Regions from separate parts of the Zea mays genome. Here all the other regions are linked to region 1. Evidence: chromatin contacts called from public Hi-C data. All regions are on one chromosome and are shown on one strand. The core of a region is the stretch at or near the end of the contact, and the rest is flanking DNA. Distances in the headings are between cores, read along the strand shown. Region 1 holds the start of LOC100304285 (PQ-loop repeat family protein / transmembrane family protein). Region 2 holds the start of LOC103649975 (26S proteasome non-ATPase regulatory subunit 14 homolog). Region 3 holds the start of LOC100383468 (putative splicing factor 3A subunit 1).

Region 1 (2,991 bases), core at 211-2,710:
TTATTGTAAATAAAAACTAGTTCATATATTTAGCGTATCAATGGGCTCACATAATCAATGTTCGGACAACAGAACTGCTTGTCATAGTCTTCGTCGATGACAGCACGGTCTCCACAATCGCATCGAGGCGGTGAGTCCATCCGTCTTTCTGTTGCTACCTCCTTCTCTGCATCCGTCATTGGTGGAGGATTCGGGGGAGGAGGTACCCAACGCTTAAAACGCTCATGACTTGTCTTTCCACTCAACCAATTAACGAAAAGAAGATATCGAGGGTCAAATTTATCAGGACCATCGATCCACTGGAAAAAGAAACACTTCTGATGTCCCTAAAATAATGGAAAGATGCACTATTACATATCTACAAAAAAATGAATGCGAACAAAGTTAAGTGACAAGTCATAAGCTACGTACGTCCAAAGTGCCACAAAGGTAGTAGCAGCGAGCAGCCGTGTCTGGATGTTGTGATTGATGTACCCAAGCCAGTCTGCCACAGTCACAGTTAGGCACGGGGAGTTCAGGAGGAACAGGAGCATCCTTACTAGATACGTCCGGATATAAATCTCGAGAACGACCTCTCTTCTGCCACAACGCCTCTCGGTACATGTCTTTCATCTAATAAACGATTATAATTATCACTTGTACCTATTATGCTTTATAATAAGTCTACACAAACGAATACCTATTATAATATTCGAAATAATAATATAATAGGTGTATACAAATTATTTAACTAACAACCCAATATACAAAACGAATCAGTTGGAAATCATACCTTGGCCTACGAAGTGAACCAACTCAAATCTTTGAATCCAGCAATTTTTGACGAAGTTTGGAAATGGGATGAAATGAGCTGCTCTCGGCCAGCCGCGCGGGCGTTTTTATAGGCATTCGTAGCTCGGCGCCAAGATCTGTGGCGCCGAGCTACGAGGCCGCGCCGCCGCCACGTCAGAGCCAGGTAAGCCCTGGACGCAACTAGCCGTTGCGGCCACGTCACAGCTCGGCGCCATAGGCTGTGGCGCCGAGCTGTGTTAGCTCGGCGCCACGGCCTATGGCGCCGAGCAAAGGGTCCAAAACTGCATTTAAAATTTTTTTAGGTCTAAACGTGAATTTACTTCGGTTTAGGGGCTAAAATACAAAAAATTCGGACGTGCGTGCAGCGTGCCTGTGCCACTGCCACTGCCACTGCCACGTCCACACCCAGAAACGCGTCGACGCCCGGCCGGAGGTTACGTGCCACATACGTGGCGCAGCCGCGCAGCGCGAGCCATCTGCGGCAGGACCGCAGGAGTCCGAGCCTGTCCCACGAGGCGAGGTCTAACGGGCGGGGCCCCGGCCAGGGTAATACCGCAGCGGTGACCAGTAGCGGGCAGCCACGCGGCGCAGCGCAACCCCCCCCGAAAGAGAAGGGCCTCTCGAGGGAAGGGCAAGAGCGGCGGCTGGTAAATAAAGATCGCGTCGACGCCTCTTCCCCTCCCCCAGACCTCCCCGTCTAGGCTTCGATTCCGCCCTCCTCGAACCCGCCTTCCTTCCCGTCGTTTTCTCCCCAGCTCCATCGTCCTCGGGCTCCGGAGAAGGAAGAGCCGCTCTGGCACCAGGTCTTCGAACCTCCCCTGCCCTGCCCCGCCTCGTCTCCCCCTGTCCCCGTCTCGGTACGTGGTACCAGCCTCCTCGTCCCTGTTCCTACTCCCGCTTGCCAAATTCTCGTCTGTTGCTTTGCTTCGTCCCGCCGGCGAGATTGGTTTTGTCGGTGCTGCCGGGACCGGGAGTGTGCCTGCGCGTTCGGTTTTACCGCATTGGGGAGATTTTCGGGACGTGTTCTTCTTGGCGATGACGCTCTGACAGGTTAAGCCTGCCCGGGTTGGTGCGCTCAGTTTGAATTATCCTTCTTTTTTTTCTTTCGTTTATTTTTTTTATTTACAGGAAGGACGATGACGCTAGGCCGTCCCGTACGGTTTGTTCAAACCACCTCGAATCTGAAAAATTTGCTATTTTGCCACTCTCAATTTTGGTTGTCTGTTATTATCCTCGAATCTGGGGCTGGGACCAGTGGCGTTGATACATATTTTTGAAAAAAAAGAGAGGCAACCTCACCACTTTTCATGTTCCAACAAATCTACTAGTATCAGTTAATCCGTGTCGATCCTTCGTTGCCAGAGTCGATTCGGAGGCGTTGATACATAGGCTGCAGTCGATTCGGAGGCGTTGATACATAGGCTGCAGTTTGGAGGATTTGAATTCAAAATGTGTCAGTTGTTGGTGCATCCTTTCAGACACTAGTCCTCCTACCCCTGATGGGGAACTGAGGACCACGTGAGAGATTCGTGCCCGTCCGTATATTCTGTTTTGACCCCATTTGTTATTTAGCTTAGTTGAGCACGCCAGTTGATAATTTATGCTTCACTTTTCTGAAAGGTTGAATTGAAGCAGTTTGTTCCATTGTTGGTTCCATCTTTTTGTGTTGAATAGAGAAATAAAAAAAAAAGATACGTAATGCAAATTTGACTCTAGCTGTTTCCTGTACAGAGAGCAGCATGATAATGCTTAATAAAGATACGCAATTTGTGCCTCAGGTCTGTTGCAGGTATGGGTGTTCTCGGTGGAGCACCTCCTGCAAGCTGCCCAGCGACCCGGCACTGCGCAGAATGGGCCCGAATCTACTTGAGGTACTGCTTGTGCAGCCAGAAGGAAGGTGCTGCCCTGGCACTTGGGCTAATCAGTGTCATAAGCTGGGGCTTCGCCGAGGTGCCACAGATAATGACAAATTACAGACAGAAGTCAACAGAAGGACTCTCTGTCGCTTTTCTTATGACCTGGATTGTTGGGTATGCTGTTTCAGATGTCTTATGCTCCTTGGAACTGGATGCGATTATATTATTTCACATGTCTTGGGCTCCTTGCATGTGATTTATATCATGTCTCGATAATTGTACTTATACCTCGATGTTAAGCGTGGATCCCTATATAATTCCATCTTATGCTTCTATGATTGTG
Region 2 (2,700 bases), core at 56-2,555, 260 kb before region 1:
TTTAGAGAACAAGTGGATTTGCATAGACCTGCTGAGTATTGATATCGACGCCTGATAGCCAGCATCCGAAGCCAGGATGTGAGTGATACCAACCTACAACCATTTCTGGCCTGCAAAAGGGGGGAAATATCACATATTTGTTTTCCTACAGAATATAACTGAGTTAAAACAATATTGATTAATACTATGAATGCTAGTGGGTTTTCCACAGAACCGACAAATGATTTGCCCGTACCAAATAAGTATCATTACATTCTTTATTAATCATATTTTCACAATATACCTATTTGATGTTATAAATCTTTGTAATGCTCTCTATAATTTTGGCAAACTTGAGATGTTTTGACTTTCCACGAAAGTTGGAACGACTTATAATTTGAAACAAAATAGTACCATTAGTAGTGACATTACCGGTGTCAATTGTTGCCCTAAAAATTTCATCTAAGGAGCACAGATTATGAACTTAAGGTGCTACTTCAAAATTACCATGTACAAGCAGCAAAACAACCTCGGTTTAATCCAAACAAGGAACAACATTGCAACCAACAGACACATGTGTGGACCTCAGTGCAATTCAATAGCATGATCCTACACAATTTGACTAAGTAGTACGGGCAAATCAAGCAATCAATGTGAACTAATAAAACAAAGAGATGGACGAAAAAAAAAAGAATGCATTACAGATCCACTGAGAGAATCATCAGTCGATCCCTACCTGCCGGTCTGCTTAAGCATGTCAAGCATGTTTGTCTGGAAGACGTGGTCGACGGCCTCGACGCTGACACCAGTCCCGCTCTGCGGCATGGCGAAGACGTCGACGACCCTGACGGTGTAGTCGTCAACGAACTCGCCGAGCATGAGGCCCATGACCTCCATGGGCACCCCAGCCCTCCCTGCAACCGAAACGACGCATCAGACCCCGAGCGCGAGCGAAAGCAAAGGAAAACAGGGACGAACCCTAACCCTAGATTCCGGGGGAGGGAAGGAGGATCCACGCACCGTGCTTGAGCATCTTGAGAAGCGCTAGGGAGGAGATGTAGACCTGCTCGGAGGAATCGAGCAGCGGCGAGTCCGTCGGCGGCTGCCCCATGCCGGAGGCGCCAAAGATCCGCTGCAGCCGCTCCATCGCCGGTCACGACGCCTCTGCCTTGCTCAGCTCTCGCTTCGGTTGGGTTCGTTCGGTTTGCTTGCGGCCAGTGAGAAGCTTGCGGCCTCAGCCGCCGTTTCATCAATTTCTTTCTTCGACCGCACGCCTTGTAGTTGTGCCCGGGCCGGTTTGGCCACCGCTGGGCCGGTTCGGAGTACAGGCGTGGGCTGGAAGCAGGCTTTTATTCGGAGAAAGACAGAACAGAACAGAACAGAACCGAACCGAACCGCACTGGGTCAGCCCAGTATTGGCTTGGCTGGGTTTGTCGTGGACAGCCCGCGAGATGCTATCCACTTTTGGACCGCAATTTTATCCTTCGGCCACTTTAATATCCTATCTGGATATAGATACTGAATCACCTAAAATTCTGTTGTTTGTTTGCGCATAAAATTGAGATTTAGAATCATAGACTCAATTCTCTGAAAATATCACTCTTCTAATATAGAGCATCACCCCTCTGTATTGTGAGAAATTAGACCGCACAATTCCAAACTCTATTTCAATGACATCTAAACAATAGAATTGAAATTACTGATTAAAGACGGTTGTTTGGACTGCTGCAGCTGTAATCCGTAGAGACAAAAACGTTGTAGAAATAGTAGAAGCCGGTATGAATTAAAGTCAAACGTCAGTACCATAATTGATATGATATTGAATCCAGTTCAATTCCTTATCCTCAAATACAAACATCCAAATGGAGCATAAGCTATCTTTTCTCCATCTCCATCTCCACAACTATAAAGTATTGGTTTCAACCCTGCGTCATCCTGTGTCACACACTTTTCTACCTCATACATAGATCTATTTTTAATCTATCTCTATTCACTTTTACCTTAATTAGATTTGTTTTTAATCTATCTTTATCCATCCATCCTTAAAGAGATTGTTGTGCATCTCCCGCTCACCCTTCCCTTCCCAATCTACTCAACTATCCACACGCGATGCAATCATCGTCACTGTCGGTGTTTTGGGTCCGACCGCACACCCGGAGTTGCCCCTCAAGGTGTTTTTTTAGGAGTAGGATGGTGTTTCCGACTGTAGCTCAATAGTTCGTGTCGGATGCACGAGAAATAATAAACAATGGTTTACAGGTTCGGGTCGTTTTGAGATGTGTAATACCCTACGTCCTGGCGAGAATGCTTTATGTGACTGGTTACAAGGGGGCTCTCTAGTGCGGGAAACGTAGAGAGTTGAGGTGGATGGCTGAGTAGCGAGTTCGATCGTTCTGAAGGGGTGCCCCCTAGGCCTTATATACTCGACCGTGGGGCATTACATGCGGATATGATAACAGTATGCGCCTAAATGATAGTGAACCAATTGAGTCTATCTTCCTATAGTTCCGCCGACCCATCCTCGCTTGGTTCCGTTGTACGGGGTTCCAGCACGGGAAGGTCGGGTCACTGTTGTGATTACTCTCTCAAAGTCATTGGGCCGTCTGGACTCGCACCGATCCGGCCTTACGTCAATCTGCTTCACTGGTCGTTCCTCCCCAGGCCCACGAAGGGATGACCTTACGATTTATTGGGCCCTTGGGCCTTTCGTGAGGTCTTTTA
Region 3 (2,808 bases), core at 78-2,577, 270 kb after region 1:
TCCTCTCCTCAGGCCTCTTGTAGTTCTTGACAATCCTCATAGGTGTCTCGTCATCACCAGCAACATTAACTTGTGATCCTCCATCATTCTCCTCAAGCTGTGCTGCCCGCATTCCTTCTTCAACAAGTTGCATCTCCTCTTCATCCATCTCCATCTCAACCTCCTTAGCAGGTTCAGTCAAATCCATGGCTTCCTCCTCTCCCAAGTTCTCCATCCTCTTCTGACGCTTCAATTCCTCCAATGTAAGTGGCACAGGAAGCCCTTCATACTCATCATCTGCAAATTCAATGGTCTCCACAACAACAAAATCATGCCAATCAATCATTGACATTTGCATCCGTTCCTGCTCAACCTCATCCTCTGCCTGCTGCCTTGCCTGCTCCTGCGACCGATCCCACTCCAACCGGTTCAAGCATCTCTCCAACACTGTAGTCAGGTCCTTTGACCCCTCCCTCAGCTCTTTTAGCAGTGCAGGCACCCCCTCTGCCGGCCTCAGCACCCTGGAGTACGCATCTGTGAGCTCCGTAAAGAAGGGGAACATGCTGTGCGTGGGCCGGATGAAGTGGAACTGCATGTTGTTGCTCTCGCGCTGTGCCAGGCTCGTCAGGAAGTTCTTCCCGTTCCGCGCCACAAATTGGGCGGTCAGCTTGATGATGTCTAGCTCCTCCCCTGTGATACCCTCGGGCAGCCGCACCGTGTACAGCTCCGCCTTGGGTGGCACCAGCACCTTGGGCGGCGGCACCACGCGGAAGGGCGCGGAGTGGTCGGCCTTTGTGTCCACAGCGGCGCCATCTGCGGGTACGGCGGCGGCGCCGTCGGCCGGGGTCGACGCTGGCGCTTCGGCGGGAGCCGTGTCAGTCTCCGCGCCCGAGAGGCCGTCCGCGCTGGGCGGCGTAGCGGCTATCTCGGAAACGCGGTGCTGGTAGTAGGCGTGGTAGGGATCCGAGGGCTGGAGGAAGTTGAATTTGGCGTTGCCCTGGTTGAGGGAGATGATGCGGCGCTCGAACTCGGGTCCGTTCTTGGCGACGAAGGTAGCCGTCTTCTCGATAATGACGCGGATGTCGGGCGGAGGGTGGATGATGCCGATGGTGCGCGTGTGGGTGGCCACCGTCGCCGGGGGGTCCGTCTTCGCGCCGGGAGGGGGAGGCTTTGGCGGCGCCTGCAGCAGCTGCTGGTTGGCGTCGCCGCCACCGGTGCCGTTGCCATCCGGTGCGGGGAGGGTCAGGATGGGGGTGCCCATGGCGGCGGGCATGAGGATTAGGGTTTCGGCGGGTTTAGATCGGAACGGAAGGAGGGAGGGAGGGAGGTCGGGTCGAGACACGACAGACCCCGTCACTCCTACGAGACACGACAGACCCCGTCACGGCAGCCATACGAATATACGATTGGAGGGTTGTGGCCTTGTGGTTGTCGGTAATTGTTTTTTTTTTTGCAGTTGTGAATGGCTGCTTTTTTGCAGTTGTGAGTGATTTTTTTTACAGATAAACGATCCACTATTACTTCATAATCTTGCAGTATTCAGTGTTCCTATTGAATAATTTTTAGGAGCAAGGTCTGTAATGACTAATGACTGGGGTGTACACGGAGAGATAGTTGGGATGACAGCAAGTGCTCTGATGGGTGATGGGCAGGCTCGGCAGCCTGTTGGAGAAGGTAAGATCAGTATAAAATGACGTATTCCAAATATAAAAAATTTAATGGTTGCTAAAAAATTTCAATGGCAGATATCAAAACCAGAAAAAGTATATAATAACACATAACTAATTAACTTTTTTTTCATTTGCTTTCACTGTTGGAGAAAGCCTTGGAAGAGGAAGAAAAACCAACCGCCAATTCTGTTGGTGGGCCTTTCTTACATTATTCAGGTCCAGGTCACATGATGCACAGACAGCCCGTCCGACGCCGCGTTAGCTACTTGCCTACTTCAGCTATATGAAACGGCAAAAGTCTTCCCCTCGTTCCCCAATCTCCTCTCCATCGAAACCCTAGCACGACGCAATTCCCGTCTTCCCACGCCGTATCGCCGTTGCTATGGGCAAGAAGCGGAAGCTCGAGCCCAAATCGGCGGCAGGGTTCACGCCGGTTAAGGCCTCCCCGACCACCAGGTCTGCCACCGCTAAGGCCGCTGGTCTATCCGAGGTCCTCGCCCCCGTCGAGGCTACGATGGAGAAGCTGCCGCAGGGGGCAGGCGGCGAGGATGTAGAGGAAATCGAGGAGGTGGAGGTCGAGGAGGAAGTGGAAGTGGAAGAGGAAGAAGAAGGCGAGAGCGACCAGGCTTCGATCCAGGCGCTGCTGGATTCGTTCCCCAAGGACCAGCTCGTCGAGCTGTTACGCGACGCTGCCATCGCTCACGGCGACGTGCTAACCACCATCCGGCGCGTGGCCGACGCCGACCCGGCTCAGCGGAAGATCTTCGTACACGGCCTCGGCTGGGACACCACAACCGACACCCTCACCGAGGCCTTCGGCCCATACGGCGAGATAGAGGATCTCAAGGTCGTCACCGACCGCAACACGGGCAAGTGCAAGGGGTACGGGTTCATCCTCTTCCGTCACCGCTCCGGCGCCCGAGCTGCACTACGCGAGCCCCAGAAGAAGATTGGTAACCGCAGCACCGCCTGCCAGCTCGCCTCTGTTGGCCCTGTCCCTGGTGGTGCGCCCAACAGCGCTGCACCAGCCCCGGTTCAATTGCAGTTGCCACCAGTGTCAGAGTATACACAACGAAAGATATTTGTCAGCAATGTTGGTGCAGATATCGATCCGCAGAAATTGCTTCAGTTCTTTGCGAGGTTTGGTGAGATCGAGGAA

The links. Hi-C and Micro-C count contacts between places; a contact is called where the count stands out from the background.
Region 2: a contact with region 1 is called in a Hi-C map of ear, with 4 times the contacts expected there. The contact joins the promoter of LOC103649975 here to the promoter of LOC100304285 in region 1. A contact is called at or near these places in 4 of 25 Hi-C or Micro-C datasets (bundle sheath, ear, leaf and 1 more).
Region 3: a contact with region 1 is called in a Hi-C map of ear, with 2.2 times the contacts expected there. The contact joins the promoter of LOC100383468 here to the promoter of LOC100304285 in region 1. A contact is called at or near these places in 3 of 25 Hi-C or Micro-C datasets (ear, leaf and tassel).

What each region holds. Positions count from the first base shown.
Region 1 is chr3:39,233,688-39,236,678 of Zm-B73-REFERENCE-NAM-5.0, forward strand. It overlaps LOC100304285 (PQ-loop repeat family protein / transmembrane family protein), which reads left to right and starts at 1,461. Exons shown (of 14, transcript NM_001165727.1): 1 at 1,461-1,649; 2 at 2,571-2,822. The coding sequence starts at 2,584.
Region 2 is chr3:38,977,033-38,979,732 of Zm-B73-REFERENCE-NAM-5.0, forward strand. It overlaps LOC103649975 (26S proteasome non-ATPase regulatory subunit 14 homolog), which reads right to left and starts at 1,306. Exons shown (of 6, transcript XM_008675667.3): 1 at 1,000-1,306; 2 at 716-893; 3 at 29-110. The coding sequence starts at 1,126.
Region 3 is chr3:39,499,673-39,502,480 of Zm-B73-REFERENCE-NAM-5.0, forward strand. LOC100383468 (putative splicing factor 3A subunit 1) reads right to left here and starts at 1,328. Exons shown (of 2, transcript NM_001176116.1): 1 at 1-1,328. The coding sequence starts at 1,252. LOC100283567 reads left to right here and starts at 1,855. Exons shown (of 2, transcript NM_001371947.1): 1 at 1,855-2,808. The coding sequence starts at 2,032.